Linked DNA regions of Sus scrofa: region 2 is linked to region 1. A link is a contact called in public HiChIP or PLAC-seq data. All regions are on one chromosome and are shown on one strand. The core of a region is the stretch at or near the end of the contact, and the rest is flanking DNA. Distances in the headings are between cores, read along the strand shown. Region 1 holds the start of IGDCC4 (immunoglobulin superfamily DCC subclass member 4). Region 2 holds the start of DPP8 (dipeptidyl peptidase 8).

The links. HiChIP or PLAC-seq counts read pairs in DNA pulled down with a chosen protein or histone mark.
Region 2: an H3K27ac HiChIP or PLAC-seq map of skeletal muscle shows a contact between it and region 1. The contact joins the promoter of DPP8 here to the promoter of IGDCC4 in region 1. A contact is called at or near these places in 2 of 5 promoter capture datasets (fetal liver and fetal skeletal muscle), 5 of 47 Hi-C or Micro-C datasets (fetal heart ventricle, psoas muscle, retroperitoneal adipose tissue and 1 more) and 2 of 2 datasets of contacts at active chromatin or transcription factors (alveolar macrophages and skeletal muscle).

The regions. Positions count from the first base shown.
Region 1 is chr1:163,433,789-163,437,837 of Sscrofa11.1, forward strand. It overlaps IGDCC4 (immunoglobulin superfamily DCC subclass member 4), which reads right to left and starts at 2,114. Exons shown (of 20, transcript XM_003121731.5): 1 at 1,980-2,114. The coding sequence starts at 2,049.
Region 2 is chr1:163,515,746-163,519,384 of Sscrofa11.1, forward strand. It overlaps DPP8 (dipeptidyl peptidase 8), which reads right to left and starts at 1,689. Exons shown (of 21, transcript XM_001929097.6): 1 at 1,465-1,689.

The DNA of each region.
Region 1 (4,049 bases), core at 864-3,363:
TTCCTGGAGGAAGCTTTTCCTGACTTCTCCAGACTATCTGTCAGTCTCCTCTTTATTTACTATATTCCAGGCACCAGTCACATGCTGCCCAAAAACAGTGCTCAGTAAATATTTGTTGAATGACCTCCATCCAGATCAGAGTGGCTTGTCAGAACTCTATAGGAGTGTCCTTAGACCTGATGAGCTTTGCACACTCAAAGCGTTTAGGACTGAGGGCCAGCAGAGCAGTTGCTTCAGCCAGGCACACTGCTGGCCAAGAGAGCCCCGACTCTGCTCTGGCCCTGCCCTTGCCTTGTGCACTCAGGAGCAGGGGGAGGCCAGGTCTGGGAGGCAAACTGAGCCCCGTGCAGGGAGGCCCCACGGATATTCCATAATGCTCCAGTGAGTGCAGTTCTCAGCACAGATTCTGCTTTGCAGGATGACCCTGAGCTCAGTCCCAGAGCTCTTAGAAGAGCAGAAGACAGTGGGCACAACTATTCTTTAATCCCCTGGCCTCCAGGAGGATAGATGCCATTCTGGCACTTGCCTGCCCCCTCCACCTGACATTCCCAGGACCCCACTTCCCTAGCCCAGCTGCCCGGACCCTGCCCTCAGGTGGCCTCCAGCAGGGTCTGAAAAGTCTTTGTAGGGAGAGAGGGGGTCTGAGTAGTGTCCGATACTGTCCCATCCGCTGTTTGGGTTTCCTAGAGATGGGCCGGGCGGTCAGGCAGAGGCTCCTTCCCCCACTCCGAGGTCCCTGCCTCCCTCCCACGTGGCCTGGCTGAGTCTCTCTGGAAAGCCGCAGCAGCTGGAGAGAAATCCCCCTCCCCACCCCCACCGCCAAGTCCCTCCCCGACTCGCCCCGGACACATCCTCAGCTTCCCCCTCTGCAGGGAAGGCAAGAACTAGGCGAACAAAGCAGGCAGCCCATCCCCCTCCCCAGCCCAACCAACCACCTTCCCCACGGGCCGCCCCCTAAAGGCACACAAGGACGGAAAGCTAGAGGGCTGGGGGTTGAAGAAGACGCCCTAGGCATAGACCCTTGGGACTCCGTCACGCCATCCCCAGACCTTTCTCCACTGAGGACAACTCTGACTTTTACCCACCCTGAGTCCACTCTGAGGTGGGGGCCTGGAGGAGGCCTTACTGATCCCGTCAACGCTCCTCTGATCCGGCCCTGAGAGGTGGGGCAGGGGTGACACGCGTGCCATCCCGAGAGCGAGTGTTGGACACGTCCAAGAAAGCAACTATTTTCCTGCCCCCTCTCCCAGGCCACTCTGGGCCTCGGGCTTGCGGGGGCAACACTCTCCCGTGGCACCCCCGCCCCAACCAGCCTCCGGGACCACACCCACTGGACAAAGTTGAGTACTTTATCACCACTATCCCCAGTCAATCCGGAATCTCCTGCTCTGTTCCCCCCCACCCCCAACAAGGGCAAGGACACTCCCCAAAAGCCAAGGCCAAATATTAGTACAGCCCCATAAACACAATTACACACGCTCTCGAGACACAAATGGAGGTGCAGACACACACCCCTACACCCCTCCTCTCTAACACTTCTAACCAAAAGACACGCGCGGGCAAGGAAGAGCCCGCCTAGCGAAAACCACAAACACCGCATCCACCGCCCGCGATGCCACGCCGCGGCCAGGCACGCACTGCGGACGCGGACGTCCGTAGAAGCCCCCTCCCCACCCTCTGCACACACACACACATACGCACACACACACATGCACACATACACACTCACTCACTCCAGACTCCGAAAACCAAGGACACACACCCCCTGCAGACTAGTACGCGCCGCAAACGCCCTGGGCCGAGGCGCGCAGACCCCTAGCGCAGGCACCGCAGGCACAAGGACACGCAGCCCGAGCCCCACGGCCCCCGTACTCGCTCGGGAGCAGGACGCGCCGGCCTTATAGCCCAGCGCAGCCCGGGGCGCGGACGCACTGACACACCGCAGCGGCTTCCGCCACTGCCGCGGCGCCCGCCCTTACCGCGCGCGGCCAGCAGGCAGAAGGTCAGCGCGAAGAGCCCGCCGCGGCGGCTAGCGTCCCCCCGCGCCATGGGGCCGGGCCCGGGCCGCCGCCGCCGCCTCCACCCCGCGCCTCGGTCGCCGCTGCCGCCGCCGCCGCCGCCGCCGGGGGAGGGCGCGCCGGGCGTCAGTGGCCCGGGGAGGCGCGGCGCCGCGGGCGGGGGCGCGGCCTCGGGGCCCGGGCCCAAGCGGGGGCCGGCGCGGGGGCCGGGGCTGCTGCCGCCTCGCCCGCCCCTCCATCGCCATCTTGGGCGAGGAGCCCGGGCGGGGGCGCCCAACGAGCGCGGCCACTCGGGCCCCGCGGGAGACCCTTGCCCGTGCACTGTAACCTGCGGTGCGCGGGTGCTCAGCTCCGCTGGGATCTGTGCCTCTGTCCCTTGCCTTCTCTAGGTTGCCTTGGGCCCCCATTTGGGCAGCTTGTCTCTTGGTCCTGGGGCCTCTTTCTGCCTCTGTTACTTTATCTGTCTCTATCACTTTAAGGCTCTGCTGCTGCCTCAGGGTCTCCTCCATCTCTGTTCCAGGCTCAGTGGAGGCAGATTCAAGGCCTCAGTCTCTGACCCGGCAGACCCCATCCTGCCACTTGAGCCAGTCCATTCCATCCTCGGTCTGGATTGAATCCTCATTAGCTTTGCCACATGCTGCACCAACAGACCTTCTGAGGACATGACAGTTCCCTCAACCCATTTCCATTGTCATTCCAAGCTGATGGCTTCTCTTGACCTCCTTTTTTTGCTCTTAGAATAACCAGCCCCGGAGTTCCCGCCGTGGCGCAGTGGTTAACGAATCCGACTAGGAACCATGAGGTTTCGGGTTCGATCCCTGCCCTTGCTCAGTGGGTTAACGATCCGGCGTTGCCGTGAGCTGTGGTGTAGGTTGCAGATGCAGCTTGGATCCCGCGTTGCTGTGGCTGTGGTGTAGGCCAGTGGCTACAGCTCCGATTTGACTCCTAGCCTAAGAACCTCCATATGCCGTGGTAGCGGCCCAAAGAAATAGCAAAAAGACAAAAAAAAAGAATAACCAGCCCCGACAGGGCATTTACTCTACCCTAAGCACTGCTACACTCCCACCTCCCTGCCACCCTGGGAGAGACAAGGAAGATTTGATTGCTCCCATTCTACCTGCAGGGAAACTGAGGCTGGAGGAGGTGAAATGACTTGCATAAGGACAGGAAGCTAGGGATCAGGAGATGCAGGACCAGAACCCTGGCTTTCTGATTCCAGAGGTCATTTCCCACTCATTCTTCAACTGTGCTTTCTCTTTCCTGGCCAGACTGGTTGCCTCAGTATCCTACAAATGTCTCTTTTTCTAAAACCAGGGATTCAGTCATCAGGCTAGGTAGGGTAGCGAGAGGAGTACAGATTGAATGACCTACTTAAGGTCTTTTCCAAGACCAGGATGCCATGGTTCTTCATCCCCTGTGTCTCCAGTGTTCCCATATGTAGAGCCACTTTGTAGAGGGTAGGTACCTTACCCATCTGCTGCTAGCTAACCCTTAGTAAGGACCTTCACTTTGCAGCTCTAATAGGATCTGGCATTTATTCATTCATTGTCAGGCCCACCAGCAGCATTTGACTTAATCCATCACTCCTGTTTGTTTCACTTAGTGATCTCAGCTGGTCATCAAGGCTTTAAATTACATCTTTATGCTGGAGGTGCCCACACTTACACCTCCAGCCTGGACCATCTCCCCTGAACTCCAGACTTGTATATCCAGTTACCTGTTCAACATTTCCATTGGCAAGTAGGCATTTCTAATTTAATATGTCCCAAACTGAGCTCTGATCTTCCCTATTAAACCTGCCTCTCCCATAATCTCCATCCCAGTTCCTAGTAGCTCATCCTTCCTGTTGCTCAAGTCAAAAACATTAGAGCCAGCCTTGGCTCTTCACTTTCACATCCTTCACACCCCATTTTCCTGCCACCACCTTGATCCAAGCACCATCACCTTTCACCTGGATTGTCACAATAGCCCCTTGACTTGTTTCTGTCCTTGTTCCCCTTTAGTCTTTTCTCAATACGGAACCAAGAGGGA
Region 2 (3,639 bases), core at 439-2,938, 82 kb after region 1:
GCATTAGTAGTGTAAATCCTGACATCCAGACATATATTAAGAGGAAAATTATGGAAGAAATTTAAAAAGAATAAAAGGCATACATATGTGAGATTACTCAGTGGCTATTGCAAATTCTCAAAAATTACTAACGATTAATAATAAAATTTATTTCTATGTGCCCACTGTTTTATTTTGCAGAATATATATTTCACTGGTTGGAGATAGACTCAGTAGAATAACCAATAAGAATTATAGAACTGGCCATTTTTGTAAAAAAAATTAACTTGGAATTAATACGCTTTTCACAAGATAAAGTATTATCTTTTCAGTGCATTCCATTTTTGCGTCTTCCTTTTTCACGTATATCTGAAAATAACTGAATTAGGTAACTTCTCTGGTAATGCAAGTGTTAAGTTTGTTGAAATTCTGGTTTAGAAAAAGGGGGAAAAAAAAAAACCAGGATCTGTGATTACACCTGTAACTTTGTTATCAGTTTTAATTCTGGGCGTTCGTAGCCCAAACAGGTGATGGAGGGAAATGTGATGAGAAAAGTCCGGCGCTAAATGGAGGGGAAAAAGTTGTGCTTAACACAGCACCAACGGACTAAGGTGTCAAGGCATCTTCCCACGCGCTAAGCCTCTCATTCAGAGAAGAGCATGTCAGGTTAGAAAATATCTTCAGGAGTCTTAAATTTGAACCCATTCAAATGTCACGCCTTAATTTTTAATCCCGGGGCCATTTTGAACACTTAACATATCCCACCCCTCATTGAAGCCTAGCTATTTCATTTGTCAGGATCCACAGCGAGCTGAAAGGTTCATTATCACAAAGTGGACAAAGATGTTGAAAGCTAAAATGAGAATGAAGAGGAAAAGTGTAACAGAGAATGTTGAGAAGGGGGTGTGAGGGAGATGCCTAGTCTTAGAGGAAAAGTGTGTGAGGGGAGAGGTTTGAAAAAGGAAAGGAAAGTACCTATCCTGCCCCAGGAGGGTAAAACAGAATGAGAAGGGGCCAGTGAACAAGGAAGGACTCGACCTAGAGTGGGGCGGCAGAAAGAATATCAGCTGGGAAAAGAGAAAATCTCAGTTCGAATCCGATCTGCCACAGTCGGACTTTGGGCAAACCCCTTGGCCTCTGTGGGATTCCGTTTCTCATCTGTAAGACCGGACAATACCCGGCTCCCAACCCCGGCTAGACTCAATTAAGATAACGGACATGGAAGTCCGGAGGCCAGCACCCAGCGCTCAAGGGACGCTCGGTGGACGTTGGCTGACTCGGAATCTGAGAGCCTCGGCTTCCTCTTCCGGCAAGTAGGGCCCCGCCACCGGCTGTGGCCCGAGCTTGGCGGCGCGCCGGGTAAGCAGCAGAGAGGGCTAACCGGGAGGACGCGCCAGGCCGCTCCTTGGTGAGGCGGAGAGGCCCGAATGGGCTGGGGCGCAGGCCTCGCGGGCTAAGGAGAAGGAGAGGGGGCGGATACTGCACCTTCCCCCCCGGCCCCGCCCGGACCGTCCCGACGCGCGCTACGGAGCGGGCCTGCGCCGCTTCATGCCGCGCCGCCTCCACTCCCAACCGGGCTGAAGCGGCTTCCTTGGCGACGGCGCCGGCGGCAACCCAAGCGGTGAACACGGCACTTAAGGGCGGCGGCGGCGGCAGCGGCTGCAGCGGCGGCTGCAGCACTTCCGGTTTCTTGTGAGCCGCCCTCCGACCAAGGAAGGCGCAACGAGGCCAAGAAGGGCACCGCTCTCTGCTAGGTGGGAGGGGGTCCCTTACGACAGTGCCGTCTGGTGGCTGGAGGAGCGAAAGAGACGCGAGGAGACTGGGCCGGCGTTGGGGACAGAGGAAATCCAAAAAGAGGCCTCGATTTGCTGGAAGTCGCAGGACGAATTGTGGCGCGTCTCTACTCATCTATTTTTTTTTTTTTCATTCAACAAATATATATTAAGTACCTTCTATGTGCCAGGTAGTTATAGACGCTGAGATTAGAATGGGAAGCAAGCCAGACAAAAATCCCAGCCCCATGACATGGAGAGGGAAGAAACCAAGGCCTTAGGGATGTTCTGAGTGTCTCGCTGTTATGGTGGAAAGAAACCTGAACTTGGAGTGAGAAAGCTTGGCTCTAGTACTAACTAATATCCTTCTGCAGGTGGGTCAATCTCTTTGAGCCATAGTTTATCTGTAAAAAAATATAATAATGTCACTTAGTTGCAATTAAGGAAAACCATGTGTGTCACACAAAGACATGAAGGTGAAGAAACTGGGGCTCAGGGCAGGGAAGTGAGTGACTTGATATTATCAGAACTAGAGGCAGATCCCTTGACCCACAATTTATTTTCTATTCCACGCCATACATTGGTTGAGAGAAAAAGAAAAAGGAAACCTGGGGAGATGACTGGGAAAGTGGTAGGTGTAGAACAAAACAGTGGACAAGCTGGGCCTTCCCTATTTTCTATTGTTAGGAACCATTTGTCAGAGTTGTATGTCTTTAGGGTTTATTATAACATCACTAATAAAAGATCCATTAGGGTGCCATGTTCCACTCTTCAGTATGTAATTATTCACTTGTTAAATGAGTCTTTGCTCAGGCTTTTTTTTCTTTTTCTTTTTTCTTTTTGGCCTCGCCAGAGCATGCAGAAGTTCCCCTGCCGGGGATCAAACCCTCACCACAGCAGTGACTCAAGACCCAGTAATGACAACACCAGATCCTAAACCCACCATCAGGAAATTCTGTTCAGACTCTTTTTTACTTGAGTTCCCCTAAAAGAAATGCACAGTCATTTTTTTTACTGGGACTCCTGAATTTTCTGCAAAACAAACACCCCAAAATAGGTTTTAAGGCTTCAAATCCACCACATGCTAACAAACTACAATGAAACATCTTTCATTTCATTTCATTCACTCAAATGTTTACTGAATCTCTGCCATGCGCTTGTCACGTTCCAAGCACCAGGGCTACAACAGTGAATAAAGTTGGAAAATCCTTGTCTTTGTGTAGTTTACATCCTGATAAGAAGAAAAAGACCTCCTCAAAAGCAAACAAACAAAAATTATATAATTTTACGGATTTAAAAAAAACAAGCCCGAGCGAGGTAAAGGACTTGCTGAAGTCCCACGGCTAATTATGGATTGAACTAGATTTGAATTCAGATTCCATGGTTTTAAGTCTTATTTTCTCTTTCTCAGGCAATGTTAAAAAGCCTCTAACCCTGAGAAAGCTGTAGGGGAACATCTCCGCCATGTACCCTGGTCACCTTACGTGAGTCTACATAGGCCTCCCAGGCAAAGGCTGGAACTGAAGCTTATCTGAGTCTTAGCAGAAGAATTTATGATCTTTCTAGAACTGGAGAGGACCAGAGGCTTATGAAGACCGTTGGGCAATCTCCCCTGGAGGGCTGTCTTGGGACAGCTTCTCATCTCCCCTCAAGTTCTGATGAGCTGTGGGCTTTCTGCCTCATCCCTGATCCCCCTCAGAATAGAGCTGAGGATATAAAAACCTCTTAGCTTCAGCCTATAACTGGCTCCTCAGTAGCTGGGTATCACACAACTTTTGTTTCAGTAGTGACCTTTTTCATTTGTGGGACAAGGACACCAACAGGTAGCTGGCAACTTGTTGCGTTCTTCCCTTTGTTGTATATAAGCTAAAGTAGTTCTTTGTAATCA